Linked DNA regions of Sus scrofa: region 2 is linked to region 1. A link is a contact called in public HiChIP or PLAC-seq data. All regions are on one chromosome and are shown on one strand. Each heading gives the region's core, a stretch centred on a gene start, on an enhancer-like site or on the middle of the called end of the contact. The rest is flanking DNA. Distances are from core to core; before and after follow the strand shown.

Region 1 (3,158 bases), core at 246-2,745:
TAATTGTGTTGTTTTCATAGCTTTGCACTAGGATGAGGGCGTACTTGAGGCATTGTGACCCCCTGAAAACTCAAGTGTTTTAGCTATAAGTGAGATTAAAACAACAACAACAGCAACAACAACAACAAGCCAATGAATAGTACTGTCAGGCCCTTTCTTGTTAGATTTTGGAAGTAACTAAAGGTAGAAAAATTATTTTGTTGAACTGAAGAGTGTGTAGCCTGAGACCACTATCTTGTGGTTAAAATTCAAATTAGTGGCTCCTTGAATACTTGCAAAGGTGATTAGCATTTTGATAGGGTGACTGTAATTCAGGTGGTTTTTCGATCTCAGCAGTTAAAATTAATTAGCACTGTTTCAAAATTGTACAATAAAAATGGAGCTAATCAGGAAAATGAAGTCATGTGTGACAAAAAAGGGGTTGGGTAGCCAAGGCTCCATTTGGCCTTTTTTAAACTTACACATAATTTAAAATAGTTTTTGGATTTTTGCTCTCAGGGAAGATAATGGAATGACAGAAAATTCTGCATGTCCTCTTGGGAAGAGGAGAAAATGATCCTGGAGGAATTGGGGCAATTTTCTTCTATAAATTAACCTGCACGGTGTGCTCGCATGTGTGTGTGTGCATGTGTGTTTCTGGATCCTAATATATTTGCTTTTTGTTTTTTATTTCAAGTCCATGTACAGTTTTTTGGCTCAGCCAAATGCCATTGCTCATCTGGATTTATCCAATACAGAATGTTCCCTGGACATGGTAACATATGTATTTTTATACATTGTTATGAGTGGGGGGTTGTGTCTCAGAACAGCTACTTAGCTGGGAAAGAATGGGCTTGCTCCCCAATAAAATATTCTCTTAGTTCTAGAAATATTTGAAAATGAGAGTGCTTCGTTTCTTTCTCAGGTCTGTGGAGCTCTTCTTCGTGGCTGCCTTCAATATTTAGCTGTGCTCAATCTCTCCAGAACAGTCTTTTCTCATCGGTATGGATTCATTCCTGCATTATCATTATCATCTAGGAGGGTCTTTCTCTCAGGGAAAGTGATAGTGAGATGAAAATGGTGATAAAGGGTGCTCATTGTGCATGAGAGAAGGAGATGGTCTTAGACCGTGATCTATGAATATTAGACCTTGAAGGTTCAAGTTTTTTATGCTTCTTTTCACCCCGGGTCTGTCTTCCATCAATAACTCCAGCCTGCCTATATGAACTAGATAATAAAGTACTATTTCTCATAGGTGGACAGGCCTTCTCTCTTAATATAGAAAGAGACTGTATGACTTACTATAACTTTCAGAAACTTCTGTAGGTGTGTCTCAGTAATGCACTTTGACGGTAAGTATCAGCCATCAGGGAAATAAAGAGAATAGTCATTCCAAAGCGCAGACACTTTAATTTGCAGAAGTGGAAGGTCAGCCTAAGTACCTTACTTGTCCCTTCCTGACTTAGAGTTGATTGCACAAGCAGGCGGTAGATTACAAGCAACAAGTATTCACACCCAGCAGCAACTGAGCACGCGAGAATGTGGAAGTATGTGGGTTATATGAGTAAGGCATTCGGGGGCCATAGTCATACAACTCAACACTTAATGCTCATAATCATTACCACAGGTCACAAGTCATATTTTACTCATTACATGCGTCTCTAAAAACAAGGAGAATTGCTTCATCTTAGGAATATCACTTTTTTTTTTTTTTTAAACTGGTTTGCATTTTAAAAGCTTTACGTTTTCAAAGGAAAAGCAGTCACTTTCTTGGAAAATTCAGAACTCGGCATGCTTTATTCTACAATTATGCCTCAAATGAGTTATTCTGTATTTGAACGTACTCTTGGTCTTTTACGTCAACAGAGACGTAAATCTTCACCATAATGAACATACGCCACAAATACCTCAATAGGATAAGATCAGAGAGTGTAAAGTGAAGGCGATAAAATGGTGAGAGAAGCTGAGTTTTCTAAGATCTAGGATAGAACACAATGAATTTCTTGACTGCAAAGAATAGGGATCAAATGATTTAAAGACAATGAGGTTTCTTAACCGCTTACCCATTTTTCAGAGTACATTGAATTAATTTTTGTAATGATCAGACATTTTGTTTCTTTTTAACCTTTAAATTTCTACTGAAGCTACAATCCATTCATGGGGTATTTCACAATATCTGAATTACCAGTGAGTAACTTTGCTAGTTTGGAAGTGTGGTGCTGAGCTGAGTTTAACTGCCAATGTGACTCGCATGTTTTATTTTTCAGGAAAGGAAAAGAAGTCCCCCCATCTTTCAAGCAGTTTTTCAGCAGTTCTCTGGCTCTGATGCAAATCAACCTTTCAGGCACAAAACTGTCTCCTGAGCCCTTAAAGTGAGTGGTTAATTCATTTTCTCTAGAGCTTTTAAAGTTCAATTTGTTATTATGAATGTGCTCGAGGGAGGGGGAAAAAGACATACAATCCTAAGACAGACAAGGAAGATGAAAATGCCTTTTTACTTTGGGTCACAAAGGAAATCAAATTCTTTTTTTTTTTAAAGCTGTTATTTATTTATTTGCTTTTGAGTGCCACACCCAGGGCATATGGAGTTTCCCAGGCTAGGGCGTCAAATCGGAACTACAGCTACTGGCCACAGCCACAGCAACGCAGGATCCGAGCGGTGTCTGCAACCTACACCACAGCTCATGGCAGCACCGGATCCTTAACCCACTGAGCGAGGCCAGGGACTGAACCCGCAACCTCATGGTTCCTAGTTGGATTTGTTTTCATTGCGCCAAGACGGGAACTCCCGAAATCAGATTCTTTTTGAGTACACTGTGCACTCTTGATATTATTGCATCTTCCATGAAAAAAAAAAAAAAAATCCTCCTTTGGTTTGTGACCTTGGCAGTAGTCACTGATCTAGAAAAGTTGTGCTTCCGGGTACATTGCTTTCATATTCACCTCTGTTCAGTCCATTTTCAGTATATCCTTGTGTGTGTGTTTTAAAATATTTCCACTAACAGTAATAATCAAACTCTGCACATCCATGTGCAACAGAACCAATTTTTAGGTGCTTTGGTTTCTGAATTCCCTAGATCTCTATCTGTTTAGTATTCTTACTTGGCAGCCAATCTAGGTTATGGGTTAATATCCCCAGTGTAAGGGTAGTGGTAAAGTTGAATTTTTTGGAATAATGT
Region 2 (3,158 bases), core at 176-2,675, 110 kb after region 1:
CTATGAGGAAAAACTTTATCATTTAAAAATTGTTGAGTGCCCCCCACATCTGATTTAATGCATTATTTTTGAACCTCTTTTTAAAAGTTGTGCATTTTTTTCTTCCCTTTTTATCTGTTTTTTTTTTGTTGTTGTTGTTGTTGTTTTTCTGTAGCTCCTTGAGGATGGTATCCTTATTGTGATCACTAAGATTAACGTAATGAAGCCAGGCTTTGGTTTCTGTGCATTCGCTTGAGCTTTTATGTCTGTAAAACTGGGTTCCTCAATGAAAGGGAAGTTGCACATCGATTTTATCTAAGTGTCAGAATAAAATAGTTCATCCCCCTTGATTTTCGGAAAGTACATGGTAAACTGTATACCGGGACACGGAGGGCTGTTTTATATTACTTCTAAATGACTAATTCTTTTTTTTTTTTTTTTTTTTTTCATGAAATCCTGCATCCCTTTTGATTTGACAGCTATTCACTATAGTTCTTCCACCAGTACCATTTTCCTAGTCTCAGAGCCCTCCTGACTTTAGCTCTCAGGGAAGAGTGGAGGGGGTAAGACTACGTTCTGATAATTCAACAAGGGAGACATGATGTGGCCTTTGCTGGTCAGAATTTTGAATAAATACTGCGACTATGTCATTGATGAGTCAGACGGCCAAAGAAATGTTTATATTTTAATCTGTTTTTAGAGAATTTCTTTACAACCAGGAATGCACTGTTTTCACTAATGAGCTGTTTATTTTATCACTGTTTCCACTGATGCCTTTGGATAGAGAGATGAGCAGTGCCGGAGGGTTTCTTCCACGTGCTTTGGATTTGATAAATAAATTGGCTCATGGTGACAAAATTCTTAGGATTTAAGTTTTATTTGTTCGACTTAAAATCTTTGAGCGCCATCTAGTGTCTATTTAAAACAACGATAATAAAAAATCCTTAGGCTTTAACACTTGAAATCAGTCAAGGGTGTTCCATCAGCACAATAAAATAGTAAGTTTTTCATAAATTCATTTTAGGATACTTCTCCCTAAATTATATGACTGTGTTCTCTATAAACTATCAACATAATACCAGAAGTTAATATACTATTGATAAAAAAAAATTATGTTGTCTTCACTTTCCTCTTCACACTATTCACTTTTACGTAGATGTATTTAAAGAGCTGTAAAAATGAAAGTATGGCACTTATTATTTTATTTCATTTATGTATTTCTTTTTGTCTTTTTAGGGCCGCACTGGCAGCCTGTGGAAGTTTCCAGGCCAGGGGTCAAATCAGAGCCGTAGCTGCCGGCCTACGCCACAGCCACAGCAATGCAGGATCCTTAACCCCCTGAGCGAGGCCAGGGATCAAACCTGCATCCTCATGGATACTAGCCAGCTTCGTTACCACTGAGCCATGACGGGAGCTCCGGCACTTATTATTTATTAACAAAGGAGACTAACTAAAGGTATTGAAAGCTTAGCAGCCACATCTTTTCTTCTGTGGCCCCTATAATGAGGTTATCATATCCTCATTCTGGTTATTGACATTAGGTTATTATATCCTCATTCTGCATAGGCATTTGGGAGATTTATAACTACCTCAGAAAGCCTAGAAGGAAAAAGGGAAGACAACTCCTAGGATTATATTTTAAGTGTAGCCAAGTAAGACACCTACATCATTTAAGGAGGCTCTTACTCTCAGATGCCAGCCCCGTAGCTGCCAGAGCCTGAGAGACAGTTCCTCCTTCAATGCGCCCTGAGTGCCTTGCTTATCTCACCTTCCTTCTAGCTCTGTTTAAATGCTCCACCTTATCTTTTGTGTGTGAGCACAGTTCCGGAGGACTCCACATTCCAAGAAGCCATAAAAGGCGAGGCCAGGCACTGTGCATTTGAGGACTGCTTAGGCACAGCCTCTGGACAGCCTGGGGTCAGGGGCAGTAGCGCCCCCTGCTGGTGTGGGCTGGCTATTCAAGGCTCGTCCCTGGCCCTGCAGACTCTTGTCCAAGGCTCAGAGGGGGCTCCACGTGCAGCCCGTGGCTCGGGGCTTCCTTTCCTTGGGAATCAGTTTTGCATAATGGTGGCAGAGAATTGCCCACTCTTGGTGTAGCACTCGTGTACACATTTCTTCTGAGACCCGTTCTGCACCCTCCACTGGTGAAAGTGGAACATGTGTACACTTGCTGAGAAATGCCCCTGCATTCCTGCTGTGTTCACTGCTCCCCTCTGACACTGCCGTGCTCCTGGCGGGGGTGTGGCTGTGGCAGATTGTGAATGTGTCAGAGCTCAGCTGTGTTTCAAATAATCTCTCCTCTTTCATCCAAAACAACTTAAAGCTTGGACCTGGCAGCCACTATTTGCTTTTAGGTTTGTCAGAAGCGCAGGTTGAGCTGGGAAGGAGAGGTTGGAGGGCCGACTCTCAGGAGTCGTTGTGCCTCCTGGTCTACTCACCCACTTCAACTTTTGTTTTTTTAGATGGGAGGTAGATGTAGATCATCTTTGCCAATAGAACTATTAGGTATCATTAAGCCAACACCAGACTTATCTTTTTTGTATCTAAATGCTCCTTCTTTTTTTGTTTTAAAAAGGGCCATGGGTGCAACATATGGAAGGTCCCAGGCTGGGGGTCGAATCAGAGCTACAGCTGCTGGCCCACACCACAGCAATGCAGGATCTGAGCTGTGTCTGTGACCTACACCACAGCTCATGGCAACGCCAGATCCTTATTGACCCACTGAGTGGGGCCAGGGATCAAACCTGCATCCTTATGAATGCTAGTCGGGTTCATAACCCGCCGAGCTACAATGGGAACTCCTAAATGCCTCATTCTTATGTGGGCTTTCTGCTCCATAAAGCAGGGGCTGACTCCCCCACTTCATCAGCCACAGCTCCTGCCCTAAGACAGTGGCGTCTCATCTTCCTCGTCTTTGCCGTCACAAACCCATCCCACCCTCAGATTTTTGAAAAATGAATTCAGAGCAGTTTATCTATATTTGTCTTCTAAACAGGAGATCTGCGTCTTGTGCCTTCTGCTTCAGTGGCAAGGAAGTCCCTGCCCATTTCAGGCCCCCGTCTACCTGGTTTGTACCTTGAGGTCAGAAAGGTTTCCACTGCTTTTAGATCAGTGGAGCCCAACCTGGAGCAGGTCCTGGAAGCTTAGGGCATCAGTGCCCCCATCACATGGAGCATCAG

The links. HiChIP or PLAC-seq counts read pairs in DNA pulled down with a chosen protein or histone mark.
Region 2: an H3K27ac HiChIP or PLAC-seq map of alveolar macrophages shows a contact between it and region 1. The contact joins two enhancer-like sites. A contact is called at or near these places in 7 of 47 Hi-C or Micro-C datasets (alveolar macrophages, embryonic fibroblasts, fibroblasts and 4 more) and 1 of 2 datasets of contacts at active chromatin or transcription factors (alveolar macrophages).

What each region holds. Positions count from the first base shown.
Region 1 is chr7:20,229,601-20,232,758 of Sscrofa11.1, forward strand. It overlaps CARMIL1 (F-actin-uncapping protein LRRC16A), which reads left to right. Exons shown (of 37, transcript XM_013977486.2): 14 at 677-754; 15 at 905-981; 16 at 2,247-2,351. Among named protein-coding and RNA genes, the nearest start is that of SCGN, 160 kb to the right of the region's middle. Within about 2 kb of position 1,496, at least 3 of the 83 cell types and tissues checked have an H3K27ac peak or open chromatin away from gene starts, as enhancers often do. A contact at or near this core is called in alveolar macrophages, where this site is marked.
Region 2 is chr7:20,335,041-20,338,198 of Sscrofa11.1, forward strand. The region is part of intron 33 of CARMIL1 (F-actin-uncapping protein LRRC16A); the gene reads left to right. Among named protein-coding and RNA genes, the nearest start is that of SCGN, 53 kb to the right of the region's middle. Within about 2 kb of position 1,426, at least 21 of the 83 cell types and tissues checked have an H3K27ac peak or open chromatin away from gene starts, as enhancers often do. A contact at or near this core is called in alveolar macrophages, where this site is marked.